3 separate regions of the Mus musculus genome follow, and all the other regions are linked to region 3. Evidence: chromatin contacts called from public HiChIP or PLAC-seq data. All regions are on one chromosome and are shown on one strand. The core of a region is the stretch at or near the end of the contact, and the rest is flanking DNA. Distances in the headings are between cores, read along the strand shown.

Region 1 (3,017 bases), core at 492-2,991, 320 kb after region 3:
GTAGATCTGATCGGCGTAGTAGTAGATCTGGAAGAGAAGCATGGGGGTTGGCAGAGGCCCTCGGGCATAGGATGGCCAGTGGCCCACCACACCCCAACCCCTCTTCGTCAGCACCCCAAGCTCACAGGATGCCCGTACCGCGTTCACTCCCGACAGCTGCTGGCCAGCCATGAGGACAATCATGGAGATGAGTTGCCAACGGAGAGACTGCATAGTGAACAACTTCCACACAGAGATGAAGCCCGCCGCCTTCTCAGCCTCATCCTCCTTCCGGATCTCCTCCATCTCTAGGTGCACGTCTTTCCAGCCTCGGAGGGTCTGGAGGGCTGAGCGAGACGAGCAGAGGGCATGAGCTCAGAGGCGAAGAGCTCCGGGGCCCTGGGTCAGGAGGGAACCGCCACAGACCTCACCTCTCTCAGCAGCTGCTTCATCTTTCTTCTGGATCAGCAGGTAGCGGGGGCTCTCGGGAAAGAACGGGAGGAGGAGGAGCTGAAGGCCTGCGGGGACTCCAGTTAGACCCAGGAGAACTGGCCAGCCTGCAAGCAAGGGCTTAAGGTCACAGAAGCACGGAAGAAGTAGAGACCTTTTTCTCCACTCTGAACGGTGGCAGGCACTCTGAGCCATCGCCCGGAGGGGGGGAATGAGGGCTCTGTGGGGACTAAGTGTGACTATTTCCGTGGACGTCTGGTGGCTATTTACACAGTAGCTGAGGCATGACTAACCATGGCACACCGAGGTGCTGGGCAAACAAGAACATCTGGTAGTGCCAAATGTGGGCACGGACATGGGCAAATGGCAGGTCTCCGTGTGCCATTATACAGACCCACGTTGTCCTTTAGAGACCAGCCGGCTGGAGCATGCTGAGACCGACCCTGTCATCCCACCCCAGGTATATATATGTCCAGAGACGCTTGTGTGGGTCACAAGGACACCTAAACTGGAGTGGTCCGAGCAGTGCTGATAAACTCAGAAACAAGAGCAACGGTAACGCAAACGTCCATTATATTCCACAGAGAGGACACAGTAGTCATCCCGTGACCCTAGGATGTAACTGAATACCGAGGCAATCAGCGATGGCTTGGACAGATCTGTCCAGCGTGATATGGAGTGTAAACACTCAATATCTAGTGAATGCCCTTACATCAGTTTCAAAAGCTGGTGAAAAATCCACCCTACCATCTCCAATGGTGATGAGCCTGAACCCAAAGCAAGACGATGACGGGGGTTCAGGTCAGCACAGGGATTGCCCTCGGGGAAGGGAGGGGCTGCTGAGGGGTTCACATGCAGCTCTCTCTTGACCTGGGGAGTGGTCTCGGAGCATCTGGTTTCTTTGTCTTTCTTCATGTTTACTGGGAATCAAGCGTGATGTGTTCACAATAAAAATAGCTATAGATCGAGCTGGGTGGATGGCTCAGAGGCTAAGGGCATTTGCTGCTCTTGCAGCGGCTATGAATCTGGATGCAGTTTCTAGCACTCGGACAGTGGCTCACGGCCACCTTCTAAGGGAATTTCATGGCCTCTTCCGGACTCGACAGGCACCAGGCATCCACGTGGTGCACAGACAGACAGACATGTAGGCAAAACGCCCATTTGCATAAAAAAATGGAATAAGTGCCTACCAAGACAAATGAGCAGTTCTGCCCCCTGCTTGAGTCATCTCTGGCTCTCTTGCCTTTTCTCCTGTGCTCAGGGCCAGTGACGTCATAGGCATGTGTGTGTGCCAGCCACCAACCAGCCAATCACAAAGGAGCTCACACCCTCTTAGGGGGTGGATCCAGTCCAGCCCCATTTTACACAGGCAGAGTCTGGGCCCCTTGCTGAGAGCATTTAGTCCTTTGGGAGCAAAACTGTATGCACACAGGCTGAATCGTGCTTGTGATTACATGGTTGACCTTGCCCATCCAATTTAAGGAGGTTATAATCACCTGACAGCTGTTGAATAAGATATAGGTCTCATGTAGTCCAGGCTGGCCCAGAGCTTGGTCTTCCTGTCTCGGTCTCCTGAGGGCTGGGATTTCTGATGTACGTACACCATGATGGCCAGAGTACATGCAGTTCGGGTTTTGAGTTTTTACATTTGTATTAATTTACCTATTTATTTTATGATATATGTGTGTGTAAAAGAGGGAGAAAGAAAAGAGAGAGGAGGGAGGGGAGAGAGAAAGGGAGGGAGGGAGAAAGAGAAAGAGAGGAAGAAAGAGAGAGGGAAGGAGATGGGGAGGGGGGAGGGGTGAGGGGGAGGGGGAGGGGGATGGGGAGGGAAAGGAGTACCACAGAGATCATGCACCGAGCAGAGACAACTTGTGACATCACTTTCCTCTCTACCGTGTGGGTCCTCAGATCATCCGATTTGGCAACAACATACTGAACCATCTTGGCTTTTTTTTTTTTTTTTTTTTTTTTTTAAGAAAATAGAATGTAACTCAGGCTGGCCTCAGACCTACTGTGTGTCTCAGGCTGACTCTACGTCCCTCAGTCTCTTTCCTTTACCTTCTGAGCCCCAGGATTACAGCCATGCACCACTATGTCCAACTTCCCTGGTCTTTTGTAGTTGATTCAGTAAAAAAGAGACAGGCCAGGGATACCCTCATTTAGCTGGAATCTTCCTCGAGATACACGTGAACCTCTGAACTTTCACTCCATCTCATAATCCACTCCTCCTGGCCAAAAAAAAAATGACCTAATTTCACCTAGAATATGAGTATCACCCAACGTCAAGTTTGGCTCCTGGATGAACCACCACTTTCTAGGCTGGAGCAATGTCCTTCCACCTCCTGCTGCCCCTTGATCAGAACTGGGCCCTAGATCATCGTGGGACCCTGTGCCTATCTCCCGTGCCCTGTCTGTGACAAGTACTGCTGTCTCCCATTCGAGTCACGGTCACCAGCCCCTGGGCCCCTCCGTCTAGCCCCCTACACTGTAGCTCTCCTCACCAAGGCACCAATGGTCACCAGACACTAACTCAGATCCCACTTCTCAACCCTGACCACTGTGCAGCCTTAATCGCGGGTGCCTTC
Region 2 (2,830 bases), core at 42-2,541, 410 kb before region 3:
AGGTCAGTTTCTGACTCTTCTTGGGGCACATGGGCAGGTCTGTAGGTAGATGACATAGTGTGGCAGTGGTTTCAGAGAGGGGTGTGATGAAATTGGAATGTGTGTCTGGACCTTGCTGCTCTAGGGGCCTCTGCACCGTCCTTCAGTGACAGCAGACCTGTGCTTCCCCCACCCCACCCCCCACCCCCGCTTGGGCCCAGGCCACCTGGGCTCCTGCACACAGCAGACGTGTAATTAGAGGCTTCTGGGCTGGGCTGAGGCAGTACACAGGCAAGTCTGGTCCTGTGCTGGCCACCGTGGGTGCTCCTGCTACAGAGCTGGGCTCCATTACTCAGGCGGCTGCAGAAGCTGTCAGCTGCTCAGCCAAGAACCCTGATCAATGAGGGAGGAGAGACACTGTGTACAAGGACACTGGTTCATCCAAGAACATGAGGCTAGCCAGGAATTCAGAATAACAAAGTACAGCTTCCTGTGTGCTGTGCCTGAGGCGGTGCCATGGCTAGGCCAGAGGAAGGCTTGGTGCAGGCCAGAATGACACGACTCATTCTGCCTTTCACAAGAGGGGAGCGGACAAGTCATGCTGTCCCTAGGGAAGGCACTGGCTAACCCTCATGACTGTGAAGAAACCCATGGGAGGCCTGGGTTTAGATGTTTACTAAGGAATGAAGGTGCTGCCTGGATCTGTGAAGAGAATGCAGTGCACATTCCTAAGCAGCTCCATTTTGGGGGAGGGGGGGCAGATACGCGGATCCCTGTGGGTAATTGCTACAGGCTTTTGTGCTTGGGGTTCCGGGTGTCTGAACTTACAGGGTGAGAGATGACAGCATTCAAGAGGCACGCTGGCTAAGCCTCTAGCCTGACAGCAGCTCCAAGACAGGTGCCAACTAGTACTTGAAGTACATTCCTTCCCATCTGTCCCCAGCCCCCCACTCCTTACCAAAACCCCACTACTGCCATGGGGCGGTGACTTCTGAGTCACAAGGTTGCTCTGATGTAAGCTCAGGTACAGAAAAACATACACAAGTATGTTTGCTGCTTCAGATTCCAAGTAGACATCTTGAAAGCTAAGGGGAGCTTGTTTAAACGTGCGGGAGCCGCAGACTCCCCGTGGCTCGGATACAAGTATCCTGAAGTTGAATCCATACAGGTGAGACGAAGGCGAGCAAGCTCACACCCTCACAGTAAGCAGCGCTAGGCACGCCTGAACCATGTTTGTGTAGTTACAGGGAGCAAGAGGTGAGGCCAACAGTGTAGACAAATTCTGTTCTCTTCCCCTTCACCCCTCAGAGCCTCAAAAGAATGGCATGACTCACACCGAAGGGCGCAAAGGCGCCAGAACATTCTGTCAAATGACCTACACTACAAAGAAAACAAGTCCTCAAGCCATTTCTAGTTTGAAGAAATCTTATATTAGGGCAAGAATACCTCAGAGCTTTAGAGCTCAATTCAAAATGTACATTCTTGTCTTTGGGCTTTTTCTCATTTCAGGTATGGAACCTCAAGCCTCCAGCTATGCCAAGAGCGGAGACTACTCTGGAGCCAGCCAGCATCAGGACCATCTCATCAAGTGCCATGAGCACTGCATGGCTTTGCACGACAGCTTTTTAAAAGTTCCACTAGCTTTTTACAAAATGCCTGACAGAATGGCCAAATCAGTTTCTAGTTTTTATGACCAAGTATCAGTTTGCAGCTAAACAAAACATTATACAAGGATCGTGCAGATACCAACTTCCCATTTTGATAATTACCTAAGATATCACACAGGGCTGTAAAGATGGCTTAGTCGTTAAGAATACTGGCTGCTCTGCCTGAGAACCAGAGTTCAGTTCCCAGCATCCATGTAGCAGCTCATGGCTGTCAGAAACCATGATCCCACGCCATCTTTGGGCCTGTGGGCACCAGGTACTGCATGCATGCAATGCACAGACATACACAGGCAAAACTCCCAGACATATAAGTTGGAAAAAAAAAATTCAACTTGCTTGGTGTGCCGGCTGGGGAGGTATAGGTGGGCAAGTGGCTCCTGGGTGTTTTAGCAGTGTGCCATTAGCATGGGCGCCAAGGACAGTTCTTTGACCAGAAAAAACCATGAAAAGTATATCGCAAAAGTTCAAGGGAAAACACAGAAACAGGTAAGGAAATGAAGCTGGAACTAATGTAAGTACCATGGCTTCCTGTACCAGGCAATGCTCAGTGCTAGTACAAGGACACAGGCGGTTCCAGCTCGCAAGAGCCACCGCCGTTCTGGAAGAAGGGCGGTGCAGACTGCTTTCAGGCTGGAGCCTGTCATCCTAACAACTCTGAAAGCCATGTGTCTCTCCATCCCCTCCCCCGCCCCCCCTTCACTCTGGTGCCAGTTTTGGGCCCTGGCCTGTAGCTTTTAGTGTTTCTGCTAATTTCACTTCTCTGAAATGTTCCCCACACAACAGCTACTGTCATCTTTCCTAAAACAAATCACATCGTGTTCCTCTCCCACTTAGGATCTTTTGAGTTGCACCCACTGCCCTTTTCCACTGCTCAGCCTACTCGCCCGTGGCCTTCAGCTTCTGGAACGTGCCCAGCTGCTTCCTGCTTCCTGGCCTCACAGGCTTGCCTTCGTCTGCTATCACACCTTCCAAATCGCTATCTCCAACTCTGACCATCATTTCCAGGGGTCAGATGCCCTTCAGTTGCCTACCGAGTACCTTTTAAACACTTCCAAATCACATCGCCACAAACTCTCTTCTTCCCAAATCTAACACCCGACACACAGGGCCACCAGCTCTGATACAGCAGCCCAGCAGACAGCAGTGTGCAGGGCCCTCTGTGATGCCTGGCAGTGGAGAGTAAG
Region 3 (2,790 bases), core at 113-2,612:
GAGGGAAGTCACAGGACTCCCTAACACCAGCTACGGGGTGTAAAGCAGAGGTGGAGAGTTGGGGTTCTGCCTGAGAATGGACACACAGGCTCAGACATTGGAAGGTCCGGTTCCCAGTGGGTGGATGGTTTAGGAAGGGTTAGTAGGTGTGGCCTTCTTGGAGGTGTGTCACTGGGGTTGGGTCTAGCCTCTGCCCCCCTCTGATACAGTACACAGCACCCCCTCAGCTACTGTCCAGTGCCGTGCCTGCTATCGCCGTGGACAACCCTCTGAAACTGTGAGTAAATGTTCTCTTACATAAAGTAGTCATGGTGTCTCTTTACAACAATAGAACAGTGAAGACACCTTGACCGCAGGGCATGGAAACACTAGAAGGTATACAAGCTGAGTCTGACATCTCATGATCACAGGGTCACATGATTTTAAAAACTAAAATGACCAACTCACGGCTAAAGATGTATCTCAGAGACTACTCTTAAGTTTGATGGCAAAATATTCTGAAGATTTGTATTGGTCAACACTGTTTTATGTCCTCAAGTTTCTTAATCCCAGGGAATCAGTCTTTCTGATACAGGTTCTCTGGCTGGCCTGGAGCTCACTATGTAGACCAGGCATGCTGGCCTCAAAATCACAGAGATCCACCTCCCTCTGCCTCCTGAATGCTGAAATTAAAAGTGCCACCATACCCAGGCATTGAGTAAAATCTTAAAAATTACTGAGGCCCTCCCCCCAATTTCTTCCTCTCTTCTCCCTCTCTTTCCTCTCCTCCCTCTCCTCTTTTCTTTACTTTCTTCCTTCCTTCTCTCTTTCAATGTGTGTTGGTGTTTTGCCTGCATGTATGTCTGTGTGGGACTATCATATTCTGGAGTTACAGACAGTTCTGAGCTGCCATGTGGGTGCTGGGATTTGAACCCAGGTACTCTGGAAGCCATTGAGTCATCTCTCCGGTCCCCAGGGTTAATTTTTAAATTAACAGAGGCCAAGGGAATCAGATGCCTTTGTAACTGGAATGACAGATAAGTGGGAGCCACCTGCTATGGTGCTGGGAACTGAATTTAGGTCTGGGAGAGCAAGGTGTGCTTAACTACTGAGCAATCTTCCCAGCCCTGGTTTTGTTTAGAGACAGGTTCTCACTATATAACTAACTTTGGCTGTCCTGAAACTCCCTGGCCTCAAACTCACAGGGATCCACTTGGCTCTACCTCCTGATCCTTGAGATTAAAGGTGTGTGCCACCGCGGTCAGCAAGACTATACTTTCAACAAACCAAATTCAGAAAATGAACAGTACTTTTAATTTCACTTTCTTCTGGAGCTGGAACATTTGGCCCCCTGCCACCAGTCACATCGACTTTAAAGGAGCCTGGCAACATTGCCCGGTTCCAAGAGCTGAGCCTCCTGTTCTGCTGCTTTCTGAATTGTGCTTCAGGATAGTAGGCCTGGTTAACATGGGAAAATAACTTTCAGAGCAAACATTTGCATTTAAGACTTGCAGGGTTAGAAGCCACTGCTTTAAGTTAAAGTTTGCCCACATAATAACAGAAATCTAATTACAGCTAACACTCCTAACTGGTCATAAATAATTCAAATAGCTGGTTAAGAAATGAGAAAATCAGTAGAAACACTGAAACATTACATTTCCCATTTTATGTAAATTAGTTTTTCTTGTTTTAGATGTCTTAATTATATTTCTTTTTCCTACTTACTCAAATGAAAACAAAGACTGTAACCTCTAATACCTGTTGGTCTATTTATATAACTTTTCCATCTACACCATTTTTCTAATACAAACATGCCCTGGAAGCTTATCTCACTCCACATGTAGGACAACAAAGGGCCACTGGCTGCTGCAGAGGAGAAATGGAAGCAGGAAATGAGAAGGCTTTGTTAATCCCTGGGTAATCGATTAGTGTATTCACTCAAGTGTAAGCAGAGCTGGGAAAACGTTCAGTTCTTTTCTTTTCTTTTTTTTAAGTGTGGGGGTGGGGATGGCAATGGAGAAATCGAAGTGTCACAAACATTTTAAAATAGGGATTTTTGTCAAAAAACTTCATCATGTTCCAGCACTAATGTCTTAGAATGATTTTTTTCTTTGAAATCACTGTCCTCATTTTTGAAAAACCAGTTTTAATTTTAGGCTATTCTTTAATTATTGAGATATAATTTACATAAACTAAAATTACTTGTAATGCTGAATAAGTTTGAGTCATGCACCGAATTTGTGTTATCAGCCCAGACATAAGATGGGGGCCACTTCCATTACCACAAAGCCACAACTCAGAGCCACCACGGCCATGCTGAGACAGCTGGCCTTCAAGATTACTAGAAAGTGATGCCCTGATCCTCCGCTCTCCCACACACTTCCCATTTATAGGACACACCATTCTATGGAGCTGCTGTGCAGCCATCTCCACCAGGAACAACTTCAGACAAACCAAATTCCAGGTGAAGGTCAAACCAACTGTCAGGTAAAGATGTCTCTAGAAACTTCCAGAGAAGATTACTTACAGAAATAAGTGAAAACAACTGGCAAAAATAAGTGCTAATTCATTTTAAGGCATTCTTTCATCAAACCATACAATCAGTATTTAACGAGCGCCTGCTAGGGACTGAGTGTTCTAGAAAAGGTCAGTGACAGCAGCCGGGGATGGGGACGTCCAGAGAGCCTGTAAAGCTTGCTTTCCACAGGAGCAGCAGGCCCACTCCTGGGCCCTAAGTCAGATAGATAATCACTAAGTGCAGGGGGACCAAAGAAAAAAGTCAGGAGCAATGAAACCTGCCATTTAGTAAGC

Evidence for each region. HiChIP or PLAC-seq counts read pairs in DNA pulled down with a chosen protein or histone mark.
Region 1: a contact with region 3 is called in a FOXA1 HiChIP or PLAC-seq map of pancreatic cancer cells. The contact joins two enhancer-like sites. A contact is called at or near these places in 1 of 39 promoter capture datasets (the 3T3-L1 cell line), 1 of 115 datasets of contacts at active chromatin or transcription factors (pancreatic cancer cells) and 2 of 9 other capture datasets (adipose tissue and pancreatic islet).
Region 2: a contact with region 3 is called in a FOXA1 HiChIP or PLAC-seq map of pancreatic cancer cells. The contact joins two enhancer-like sites. A contact is called at or near these places in 1 of 484 Hi-C or Micro-C datasets (nephron progenitors) and 1 of 115 datasets of contacts at active chromatin or transcription factors (pancreatic cancer cells).

The regions. Positions count from the first base shown.
Region 1 is chr4:150,136,940-150,139,956 of GRCm38.p6, reverse strand. Slc2a5 (solute carrier family 2 (facilitated glucose transporter), member 5) reads right to left here. Exons shown (of 14, transcript NM_019741.3): 8 at 411-536; 9 at 139-326; 10 at 1-27. Among named protein-coding and RNA genes, the nearest start is that of Slc2a7, 10 kb to the left of the region's middle. Within about 2 kb of position 1,741, at least 147 of the 459 cell types and tissues checked have an H3K27ac peak or open chromatin away from gene starts, as enhancers often do. A contact at or near this core is called in pancreatic cancer cells and pancreatic islet, where this site is marked.
Region 2 is chr4:150,869,507-150,872,336 of GRCm38.p6, reverse strand. No RefSeq gene overlaps it. Among named protein-coding and RNA genes, the nearest start is that of Errfi1, 16 kb to the right of the region's middle. Within about 2 kb of position 1,291, at least 189 of the 459 cell types and tissues checked have an H3K27ac peak or open chromatin away from gene starts, as enhancers often do. A contact at or near this core is called in pancreatic cancer cells, where this site is marked.
Region 3 is chr4:150,461,108-150,463,897 of GRCm38.p6, reverse strand. All of the region lies in intron 4 of Rere (arginine glutamic acid dipeptide (RE) repeats), which reads right to left. It overlaps Gm52709 (a long non-coding RNA gene), which reads left to right. Exons shown (of 2, transcript XR_003955312.1): 1 at 1-277. Among named protein-coding and RNA genes, the nearest start is that of Gm52709, 4.9 kb to the left of the region's middle. Within about 2 kb of position 1,362, at least 54 of the 459 cell types and tissues checked have an H3K27ac peak or open chromatin away from gene starts, as enhancers often do. A contact at or near this core is called in pancreatic cancer cells and pancreatic islet, where this site is marked.